Linked DNA regions of Pan troglodytes: region 1 is linked to region 2. A link is a contact called in public HiChIP or PLAC-seq data. All regions are on one chromosome and are shown on one strand. Each heading gives the region's core, a stretch centred on a gene start, on an enhancer-like site or on the middle of the called end of the contact. The rest is flanking DNA. Distances are from core to core; before and after follow the strand shown.

Region 1 (5,617 bases), core at 1,072-3,571, 180 kb after region 2:
ACAAGTGATTTTTAGGTTTAAGTGGGAAATTCCTGGTCTGTATTAAGCCACAGAGGATATCCAAATAGATACTTGCAAGGAGTTATTCATGAGGGTGAGGGAGGGATAAGGATTCTAAACTAGTGACGAAAAGGTCAATGCTTTTAATTTACTGGCAGGAAAGGTATAGTTGAAGGGATCTAATAGAACAAATTTCCTAGCCAACTATATTTTAAGGGCAAAGAAGGGGGGAAACGGGCAGCAACATTGATGGACTATTTGCATGTACCAGAAACTATGCATAGGACTTTAATATGTGATTTAACTGACCATGAACCAAATCTCCAGTGAGATTCACAGCTTTTAAGAACTACGGTATAAGATAATCGATAAGGCTAACATGGAAAAGTTGTAGCATATTAATATTTTGGTATTATATATTCCTCTATCACTAAAGAGGTAGGTTTTAACCTCAATCATTCCTCTTTGCCATTACAAATAGAGATGACAAATTAGAGTATCAAACAAACCACTGTATTTAATTTACATGTCAAGTATGAGATCCTATCACTTATGCCAAGTCAGGTACTTTAATGTGTTTATAAAATCATTACTATGAAAAGTAAAAGAAATGGATAATGTCCAGCATTTTGACTTATAGAAAACTTGCCCTGAATCTGCAACTTCTGAAGGGAAAATACTGTCACCGTTGCTAATCTCACTTGAAGCTTCCACAGATTTTTTTTGTTCCAAAAGGGAAGAAAAGTGAAATTAAATTTTGAATAAAGTTCATAAAGAAATGTAAAACATTTCTATTTTTCTTTTCAGTTCCCTCAACCCAAACAGAAACAGCTTCCTGCAATGACTTAAGTCCATGTGTACATTACTGAATCATGACGGCCACAATGTAATTTTATAGGGTTATAATCACAACAGGCAACTTACATTCAGCAGTTTGTGTCACCTACAATATAATCTAAAAGACAGAAAGAAGTATTTACCAAATTACCTGCTACTGCTGTTATTCTTTTTGGATTTGTTCCTCCGTTTTAAGGCATCTCTGTCCTTGTTATTGTATGGTAACATGGAGGCATAACCATGTTCAGCTTCTAGAAAACAGGAGGATCCAGTTAATGAATGGGCCCAGAATATTTAATACTCTCTCCTCTCTATAGTATTTCCTTTTTCCTTTATTTATCTTTAAAAGAATATTGTGGAAATAATTAAATGGAGTAAGGTGGAATTCTGAGAACAATGATTTTTAAAAAAATTGTGTGAATATCGTCAGTTCGGAGCAGGTGTAAGGAGGATTCCAGCTGCTCATTGTTGAGAAAGACACAGTAGTGGCTAGGCTCACGCAGCCTGGGTTTCCCATTGGCTACATCCAGCAGGTTGGTGCGGGTTAAGTGGAACCAGCTCAGGCGAAGGTGCGGGGCAAGTACCGTGAGCCGGGGACCGGGAGGCGCTGCTCCTCTGCCCAGGAGACTGGGGCGCCGGGCCCACCCGGGGGCCGGCCGGGACCAGCCCGGGTGAGGTAAACCAGGGAGGCTATCGGAGGGGGCCCCGGCCACCCACTCGTGAAGGGCTGGGGAAGGGGCGGCGTTCGGGACCCCGGCGGGCGGCAGCCCCTTCTCCACCCCATTCATTGCTTTGGGGCAGCGGCGGCTTCCCTTCGGACCGCGCGTGGGGAGAGCCGGAGGGGTTGGGAGCGCTCGCGGTCTCCCCGCCTCCAACCACCCCCGGAGCGGCTGGGCGCCCGGACCTGAGGCCGGCCCCACAGGACCCCCGGCCTCGTTTCGAGTGGACCCCTCCCCGTCCCCGTGCACCTCTCTCCCGCCGCTCCAGATAGTCGGCCGCCTCCAGCAGCATCTGGATGTTCATCCGAACCGCCGCCGCCATTCTGCACCGGGGGCCGGAGCCACGGGACCAACCCCCACTGCCCACGGGCTCGCTGCCGCCGCCGGACCGCTGTGGAGCCCGCTGTGGAGCCCGCTGTGGACCCCGCGTAGCAGGGCTGAGGGAGCCTCTCTGGCAACCACGCTCGACAAGAGAGGGAGGGGGCCAGTGAGCTGGGCACCGCCGACACAGTGACAGAACCCGGAGCAGAGCAGCAGCCGCCACCGCCGCGGAGTGTTTATCCCCGACTCACCATCTCCCCGCCCCCAGCCCCTTCTCTTGACAGGCCAGCTTCGGCCGCGTTCCTCATTGGGCCCCCCAAAGAATGCCCCGCCCCTACACTTGTGCGATTGGGAGAGGGCTTCAGGGCTCCACCCCGCAAAGTCCGCTCCTCTCGCTGGTTGGTCACACTTGACAAGGCCCGGGCTCCACCCCCTCTTTCCAACTGGTGACAGGATTCGCAACTCCGCCTCGTGCTCCTTCCTTGTTTCCCATTGGTTCTATACCAACAACCCGGGCCCCCTTTTGCTTTGTTAGTATTGGCCAAGAGCTGCAGAAGGCAAGCACCTCGCCGGTCTCCCATTGGTGAAGCCTTCGGAAACCTCCCAGCTACGATGATGTCACCTTTCTCCAGGCCAGGCGAGCCCTAAGTGGCTGATGGTCAGCAGCCTGGCTGCTCCTCACCGGGTCTGGCATTGGCTGGGAGGGCCGGTCCGGCGCTGGGCGGCGCTGATTCACCAGCCGCTGCGGAGCTGTGCTCCACCCGGCCTTGCCTCGGACCTGTTGCCAAGACCTGTCCCCGGGGAAAACTTCCGGGGACCTGCCAGGCGTCCATCGAATGGAAGGCTGGCACCTCGTGTCGCCTGGGCGCTCTGCCCCGCTTGGGTTCGGGGCCGGAGCCCTCGGTCTGGTGGCCGCGGCCCTGGAGGTTCTGGGCTTCGCGGAACTCGGGCTGGCGAGGGCCCAGCCTCGAATCCTCCCGAAGAGCGGTGCAGGCTAGTGGCCGGTGAGCCGGGAGCTAGGGCAGGCGCCACGTGGCTGCTGCGGGGCTTGAGAAGAAAAGCCGGCCGTTGCTAAATGCTCGACGCCCGGCGTTTTTTCTGCCCTCAAGAAAGAGCTGGAATCGGGCTGCAGTATACAGCATTGAGCTCATGCGCCTTTTCCGCACCCCCCTCCACCCCCGGGAAGTGATGGAATAATTAATTACTTTCACGCGAGCGGCTTTTTAAAGCTCAGAGATTTCCTGAACCTACAGAATGGCATTAAACCCTAAGATTCTTTGCTTAAATCTCTTTTGGGGTTTTCCCCTCCCTTTTAATTCTAGATGAAAACACTCACAAGATTATTGTTTTTGTTTGTTTTGAAAGGGAGTTTTGCTCTTGTCGCCCAGGCTGGAGTGCAATGGCGCGATCTCGGCTCACTGCAACCTCCTTCTCCCGGGTTCAAGCGATTCTCCTGCCTCAACCTTCTGAGTAGCTGGGATTACAGGTGCCCACCACCACGCCTGGCTAATTTTTGTATTTTTAGTAGAGACGGGGTTTCACCATGTTGGCCAGGCTGGTCTTGAACTCTTGACCTCAGGTGATCCACCCACCTCAGCCTCCCAAAGTGCTGGGATTACAGGCGTGAGCCACCGCACCCGGCCAAGAATACTCTTTAAGACGTCTGCAAATGGTGTGTTTCCGCATGGGGTGGTACCAATAGAAATGCTTAATAGAATGTTACGTATACAGAACTAAAAAGGTTAAAGATCGGTCCCTAAACCTATTAAAATTTTTGAAATGAAAGCTATCTGGCAAACCAAGCTACACTGCCAATGTACTGACAGACATCTCCAATTTTAAAAGTAGAAATAAAGTTCTTGGTAGGTTGAGTCCCCAAAATACAAATGAGTAAAGCATGAACATATTTCTTTTTTTAAAAGTTTATTATTGTTGCCAATATATAATAGCTTACTATGTGTAGGTATCCTACCTACATTATCTCTAATCTTCAATATAACCCCATGAGGTAGGTTGTGTTAATTACATTTTGCACGTGAAGAAACTGAGGCCCAGGGAGGCTAAATGATTTTCCCTGTCATGCATTCAGCTGCAGACATGGAAACTGAACCTATGTATGTCTCACCCAGAGCCCAAATTACCAATCCTCCTGTTGGTAGTTGTATAAAGACAAGGTAGTTTAAACAGATTTCCAGACTGAGTCACAAAACACTGACAACTCAAGTACTGAAGAAAAAGAAAGACAAAGGTGTAAATGTAATTATGGTGGGAAATATTAAACATGTATTTTTTAATGTCCACAAACCCACTAAAATTAAATCAACTCAATAAATAGAATAAACATGTAGTAAATCATGCCTGACATATAGGCATATTCTGGTTTCAGTGGTTAACTGGATCTAAAAACTGATTCTTTATGAAAATGCTAATGAAATACACATACTGAAGGTAAAGGTTTTCAAAGCACAATACAAAGTTGGAAATGAAGGTAGAAATATAACAGTTTTTTTTTTCCATATCAGACAGGTAATGTACTAACGCTGTAACAAGCTCTTTGGGAGGCACATCTCATACATGCAATGGGAACACCTAATTACTATGTTTATGAACTACAAAAGGATCTAAGTTTTTAAAGAGTATTTTTAAATTGGATGTTATTTGTAAAACAAACTTCAAAATCATAAACGAGTGCAATTCTACTAAAATACCCAAAGTGATAATACTAAAAATGCTTTGATTTCATTATCCTGACATTTTGGATTTTGTATATATTTATATTTTCTCTTTAATTTTATTACAAACATTTGGCATATGTCTTTAGTCTCTTACTCTCAACTCTTTATTTTAACCAAGTCCTATTTCAGTATCATGACCCTTCCTCTACAATCACCCTGACCGGAAAGTCACACTTATTTTTGTCTTAGGGGGAAAAAAGGTTGAAATCTGAGCCAGAAACAGCAAATAATTTAAATGCCAACAAGTCTAGCTTAGACTCCAAACAAAAATACTACATTATATAAAAATTAGAGAATCAGCTGAAGAATACACCATGTTCGTTCCTTGGTGGTGGATGAAATTATCAATTAGCCAGCAACACCAACTAGGAATTAGTATAATGAAGACCTTCAAAGGGTGTTTGGTGCCATCTACTGGAAATGAAGTAGTAAGTATAAAACAAAGGTTTTGAGATTCAGAGTTTTCCTAGAAATTATTTTACACAAATGTATGGAATGACCAGTTAATTAAGAAAACCTGAAAGTGTAAGTTTTGAAGAAAGAACTGAGAATCCTAAGATAATGAAGAAGTGGTGACTTTCAATACCTAGTGCCTCAAAGGCATGGCCTAAGCATTGACTGACTGAGAGTCACAGCTCCAGAAATAGAAGTTGGGAATTCTAGAATGTTTGAACCAGAATTTTATGACCAGAACTTTAAATAAAAAGCTATGTGTAACAGCATAAACATGGGATGACAATAGTTTATATCTTTGAGCATATATCAAGATAAACTAATTGAGATATATACTTGAAAATGGGGAATTACAAAGACATAAAATATTAGACTTGTCAGATAATCTTTACTGCCAAGTTAATCTCTGCCCAGTCTCCTCTGGGAGGCTTATACTCCAGATGGGCATAGGACAGTATATTAAGAGGTAAATGCCAATACTGAGCAAGCAGCAGGCTCATCACACACTATGGAGTTCTCTGCCGGAGATGCCGCTTCAGAGAGCACCCCAGA
Region 2 (6,131 bases), core at 1,935-4,434:
TTCATTTTATTTTCACAAGCCCAGAAGGTGTTAATTTTAACATCTTCATTTATAGAGATTAATTTGTCCAAAGCCATGAATAGGAGGCAGAACTCAAATTTGAAAGCAAGTCTAACTCCAGAATTTGGGCTCCTTTCAGTGACTGCTTGCCTAACCCTGCGTGACCACACAATAAGCCTCAACGAACATTTACTGTGGATAATACTCCCCTCCCACAGGAACTTCTCTTTGCCATGAGTGATCTCCCATAGTGCCTGGGGTTTCAACTACCCACTTTGGCACCTACTGGTCTATTGTCTGATACTATTGTTTCTTCTTTCCCTCATCTCAGGCTCTATTTTCTCATACTATTGTTTCTAATGTTGCCTTTGCCTAGCAGTTTTCCTTCTCTCATCAGGTCAGGGATAGTCCTATTGGCTGATGTGGGCGTGAGGGTGCTACGGCCTTCACAGCGGGATCTTCCTCCTCCACTGAAGACAATCAGTGGCATTCAAATCTAAGACTCCTTTGGGGTGTTTGTTAAAAATACAGCTGATTAGTTTTGGGGTGGGACAGAGGAATCTGCATCTTTAACACTCAGATCATTCTTAGATTATAGTCAGTGCATCAGTCTACATTCCCGCCTTGTGAAGACTGACCCATTTAGGCAGGATTATTTCCTGGTATAGGGATTCTCTAAACATTGCACACAGCTGAAGAATTGGAAACTGGGCCTCTTTTGTTTCTGGATACACCACTTGGCAGGTGTAATAACATCCTCTGACAGGCTGCTTGCCACAGGTGCATGCTTGACACGTGCGTCTCGTTGGTACCGTCCCCTCCCCCCTTCCCACCCCTGCTGCCCAACCAAGACCCCGCTAGTCCCACCACCACCCGGCAGCTGTTGCCCTCCTCCAAGCCCCCAATCCTCCCCGGCCCACTGCCCTCCCTTCCTTTCCTTTCCCTCCCCCACACCCCTTCCCCAGGCTCCTCCCACCCCAGAATATTTTTTTGTTCCTGGCTAAGTTTATCCTGTGAGGTGGGGGTGGGGGGAACTGGTTAGATGGAGAGGACGCTCTGCCATTTAGAGGTCCTACTGAGTGGGCACACCTTTTCCCCTCGAGAAAACCTTGTTTCTACCAGAGAAATGGGCAGAGGCCTCTCTCTGGAACTTGAACCCCCCTGTCTCTGGAAACATCCCAAAGCAGGCCCAGCCTGCCATGTTCCTTTGTTGGGGCACAGAGGGAATGGAATCTTACCGATAAGGTGAGAAGAGCTTGAGAGAATACCAAGGACGGGCCCACCCTTCTCCCTCCTCCCTCCAAACACCTCAGGCTAAAAGGGGAGGGAAAAAAAAGCACCAACAAAGAGTTTAAGACAGCAATTCCCAGCTTTTTCAAATATGAAGCATTTTTTAACCAATCCGTTTTTTAATTCTTAAATTCTTGACATTACAGAACTAAACTGAAATTTATTAACATTCCACTCTTACATTTCTTATCGACAAACAGAAATAAAATTCATGAGCCAAAAAACCCAAAACAAAACTAAAAACAGGGAAAAGCTTATAAAACTAAATATGGATCCCAGCATTAACAGCTGAACAGAGAATGTGATTTTTAAATTCTTAGCGGATGATAAAGTTGTGTAGAAACTGAACACTTACAAATTATTTAAAACCTGGAATCACTGACCAGAAATTACACAGTTGGATCATGGGAAAACAGCAGAAAGGGGTTATTGAGGGAACCTACACTGTTCTAGCTGCACCCCATGCCCTTCTCAGAGGAAAGCCTGGCATTGATTAGATACTGGGCCAGACTAATACTGGCAGCAGAGCCAGTGATAGTAACCTGCCTACCAGAGGAGCCTTCCACTGGGTTGGCAATTTTGATCTGGGCCCCGGACATCTGGCGGATCTCATTAATGTTGGCGCCTTGGCGCCCGATTATGCAGCCAATTAAGTTATTTGGAATGGTGAGTTCATGGGTGGTTTGAGTAGATGCATCCAAACTTGCCCAATAGCCTTTCACCTCTGGAGAGCTGGAGTCAATTCCGGCGAATCCGGTCCCGCCGTGCATCATGGCAAAGTGAGACTGTTGTCTTGCCACCTGGTTCAGCTTGGCCAGATCGAGCGGAGAAATGGTGTGTTGTCCTTGAATCGAGTAGGCATCTAGAGGTGGTCCCTCCAGGTCATGGGTGGCATGGGGGTAGCCCGCAGCGTCGCTGCACCGATCTTGGCCGCCCGCGCAGATGACTGGGGAGCTGGCCGGCATGGGCTGGTACGGAATGGTCATGACTCTCCCTTGCGGAGACTGGGAGAGCGTCTCCAGCATGACCAGGCAAATCTGCTTGACACACTCGGTGACAGACTGCGGCACGCCAGCGATGGTGATGGCCCGCTCGGTGGAGTTGGGCAGCATATCCCCCGCCACCTGGACCTGCGCCCCCGTACTCTCGCGGATCTCTTTGATCTTACACCCGCCTTTCCCAATCAGGGAGCCGCACTGGGTGGCCGGCACCACCAGCCTCAGGGTGACCGGGGGCCTGCTGGCCGCGGTACTGTTGGTCATGGAGCTGTTGATATCTTCCTCCAGCTTGTCGATGATCATAGCGAAAGCCTTAAAGATGGCATTGGTGGGGCCGGTCAGAGTGATGATTCTCTCCGGACAATTCCCCTCCGAGATGTTGATCCGCGCGCCACTCTCCTCGCGGATCCTCTTAACCGACTCCCCTTTCTTCCCAATGATGCTTCCTACTTCCTTTCCGTGCATAAGAAGCCGAATGGTGAGAGTCACATTTAGTCCACTTTCAGTCACACCGGCATCCATGGCGAGCGGCGGGCGGCGTTCGGGGGAGTTGGGCTCGTTACGTGGTCAAGTCTTTGGCGGCTGGCGGGGGGAGGGGAGGTGTAGGCCCAAAACTGCCGGCGCGAGGCGAGCGAGGGCCGCGGGAGCGAGCGGGAGCGGGCGGGAGGCCGCAGCGTAGTCGCAGGGGCGGGCGGCGGCGGCGGAGGGGGCGAGCGGGGCCAGGAGCGGCGGGCGGGCGGGTGGGCGAGGGCGCGGCGGTGGCGACTCCGGCGGCAGCCTCGGCGGTCTGGGCGGGGCGGGAAGCCCGCTTTCAACCCCGCGTACCCTCTGACCCCGGAAGTGCTTGCTGCGCAGGACCCCTTGAAAAAAAATGAGGACCCGTCTCTTTTAGGTCACAAGATTGCGCCAACCCTTACATGGTCCTTAAAAAAAAAACCTTCTGACACTGCAGTAGTGAAAATGAAGCGCACGATGGGCGGAAGCTGTGAGTCCGGCAAAGTTTTAAAATGATTACGTATTTTATTAACTCTAACGGCACTGGCGGGTGACTGAAAATACTAGTGCTGTGTATGCAGGATAGACATTATTTTCCTGCCCTACATGAGGGGCTTGTGCGCGGAACGACATGGGCAGCCCCGGCGGAAACTGCAGGCACAAGCCGGGACGCCGCGGGTTTAAAACGTGCGCGTGAGGTGACCAGGGCGCGTGCGCGAGGGTGTGGGGGGAATGGGAGGGGCAGCAGCCGTCTTCCGGGGGGGAGGGGCGGCGAGGCGAGGCCTGCGGAGCGGGTGCGCGCGGGCGGGCACGTGGGGCCCTTTCGTCCCCGGCGTCCGGGCGCCCTGCATGGATCCCCCACCCCAGCTCCTGCTCCCCGGCGGCGGCCGGTGGGCAGAAAGACCGAAACCCACTCACGGCCGCCTGCCGAATCGCGGCTCTGCTGTTTGTGGGGCGTGCTAGAAACGTGGTCCTAAAAAGAATGGCGTCCATTTACATAATGCTTTGTTTGCGTTTCGCAAGTTTCTTTCGGTTAAAGCCACAGAAACCCCACCTCCTGCCCTTGTGTCGTTTCCACCGCGGCACCCTTTTCCGACATTAGAAACAATAGTGTACACCTGTGGAGGCCTCGTTTGTTAAGGGGCTGCCGGCCAGGGCTTCAGGACGTTTCTGCGGCTTTCCCCGCGCGGCCTGGGCTCCCGCGGCTGCTTTTCGGGCCCATGGGCGCAGCCACCGCGCCAGGCTCAAGGGGGGCGGCCCCATCAGGGCCCGCCATCTTGGAAGGCCTTTTCTGCCGGTTCCTCCCGCTGAGGAAGTGTCGCTCAAGACGCTGGCCTACGAGTTGTGATTTCTGCCCTTTCCCCTTCCTCCTTGGGCTAAGCCAGACCAGAAAGGGCCCCGTGCGCAACGTGCTTCACAGTCTCTCAGGGAAAGCGGCTAACGTGGCGCTACTCCGCCTGCCCTGTTCCTTACCCTGGGGGCTGCCGCCATGTTTCCTGAACACAAAATGGCGACACGTGGTTAGCATTCGTCGCCAACGAGAAATTGGGGTCGGCCCGAAAGCTCTAGAATGCACCCCCCTTCTTCCCCGGGGCCTTCCACCTCCGCGAGTTTTATGACTTAAAAAACCCCACAGGCTGGTCTGAAGGTCGGAGGCCTAATTTTAACGCGTTTTCCTCCCTTTAATTTGAAACGCGAACGCGAATGGCTGTAAAATGTGGGCACAATATTTAATTTCTCGCCTTTTTAAAGCTTAATAGTGGATAATAGGGGGCAGTATCAAGGGATAATTTGGGTCCCCACAGTACCAAAGCATTTAGAAACCTCTGTTTAATTTAAGGAATGAGATAAATTACTGCTTTTCTAGACTTCCTAGCATGGGCTGTTGTGCTGGAGAGAACGAGAGCTACGAAGAGACTACAATGCCTCTGACTTTTTCATAGGACAGTTGGCCGGTGAATCTTATTAATAGTTTACCACAAATAAGTGTTCATTTTTAGTCTAGAAGGGACAGGCGTTTATTGTGCATTGGCCAGTGCCAGCACATCCGATGCAAGGCAGTTCGCCGTATTCTATCTTTAATTTTTACCATGGTCCTCTGAGGTAGGTGTTCTTATCTCTCTCTCTCTCTCTCTCTTTTAAACAGAGGAAGACAAACATAAAGATGAAGTGCTTAATTCAAGGTCACACAATGTCGGGGATGGACCTCCAGATTTCCTTACTGGTGAGCACATTTTCCAGATTTTTCTGTAAATCAGGGTTTTGGAATTTAAATATTATTTAAAACGTTTAGGTGAGCTTGTCATTTAAATGAGCCCTTCAGGTAATCTTTTGTTGTGCAGTCAGCCCCTTTTTGTATCAGGCAGCTCCCAGCTTTTCCTGATAAGAGCTACACCTGTAACGGGCGGGCGGGCTGAAATGCTGTCTTATGCAGTGTCTGGTGAGGATAGGGAGGGGGAAGTGATTCACCCTGCCCAGAGGCTCAGGTGTCTGTCGGTCTGGCCCTGTCTGTGGCACATTTGAGCCTACCTCCCTCTGGGGGAGCAAATGGTTTTTTGTATGACTGACTTGCTTCCGTCAGCTCCCCATGGGCTTGACTCTTGCCTCCCCCACCCCAGCAACCCAACCAGGTAAAAATAAATTCACTCTGGCACCAAGCCTCCATTTCTCTGCAGAGATTGACAGAGCATGACAGAGTGTTAGGTCACTCTGTGGACTCTTCAGTTCAATGCAACACGTAGCTAGTGGGCCAAGCAACAAACTGGTGCCTGAGCAGGGCTCTGATTGTGCGTGGATATGAGAGACAAAGAGAAGGGCTTTTTGCCTTTAACTTACGTTACTATCAGATATATTTTCCAAAGTGGTTTCATGTTAGTTTATATAACTCTACAAACATTTAATAGGTACATAACAGCAACGATGACAGTTACAGCACTAGGTGCTTACTGTGTGCTGGGCATTGTTCTAAGCCTTATTTTATGTATTCAGTGTCTCACATTTTTAAAAAAACCACTGTAAGAAACAAATTTTACATTATGACTTAAGACATTTATGCACACATATATAACAAAATTTTTGCAAAACAATATTTGTTACTACATGCAGTATATATACTTGGGTAATTTCTATTCTTTATATATAAAAAGGACACATTATAAAGTGATTAAAAACCCATTAATAAGTTGTGACCGCTTATACACATTTAATCCTCACAAAACCTCCTGAAATGGGTGGTGATATTAGGTCAGTTTTACAGAGGTACAGATAAGTGAAGGAATTTATCCAAGGTTACACAGCTATTAAGTGGTAAAGCAAGGATTTGAATTTAGGCAATCTGAGTCCAGAGAC

Evidence for each region. HiChIP or PLAC-seq counts read pairs in DNA pulled down with a chosen protein or histone mark.
Region 1: an H3K4me3 HiChIP or PLAC-seq map of stem cell-derived excitatory neurons shows a contact between it and region 2, with 10 times the contacts expected there. The contact joins the promoter of MXD1 here to the promoter of ASPRV1 in region 2. A contact is called at or near these places in 3 of 7 Hi-C or Micro-C datasets (blood, induced pluripotent stem cells and stem cell-derived neural progenitor cells), 1 of 1 datasets of contacts at active chromatin or transcription factors (stem cell-derived excitatory neurons) and 1 of 1 other capture datasets (stem cell-derived neural stem cells).

Annotation. Positions count from the first base shown.
Region 1 is chr12:52,824,431-52,830,047 of NHGRI_mPanTro3-v2.0_pri, forward strand. MXD1 (MAX dimerization protein 1) reads right to left here and starts at 2,322. Exons shown (of 6, transcript XM_525776.8): 1 at 1,806-2,322; 2 at 989-1,088. The coding sequence starts at 1,878. LOC112208286 (small nucleolar RNA U13) reads right to left here and starts at 4,498; the gene lies at 4,394-4,498.
Region 2 is chr12:52,642,070-52,648,200 of NHGRI_mPanTro3-v2.0_pri, forward strand. ASPRV1 (aspartic peptidase retroviral like 1) reads left to right here and starts at 3,185. Exons shown (of 11, transcript XM_063789755.1): 1 at 3,185-3,273; 2 at 4,930-5,007. It overlaps PCBP1 (poly(rC) binding protein 1), which reads right to left and starts at 3,144. Exons shown (of 1, transcript XM_515530.7): 1 at 1,390-3,144. The coding sequence starts at 2,810. The coding sequence ends at 1,740.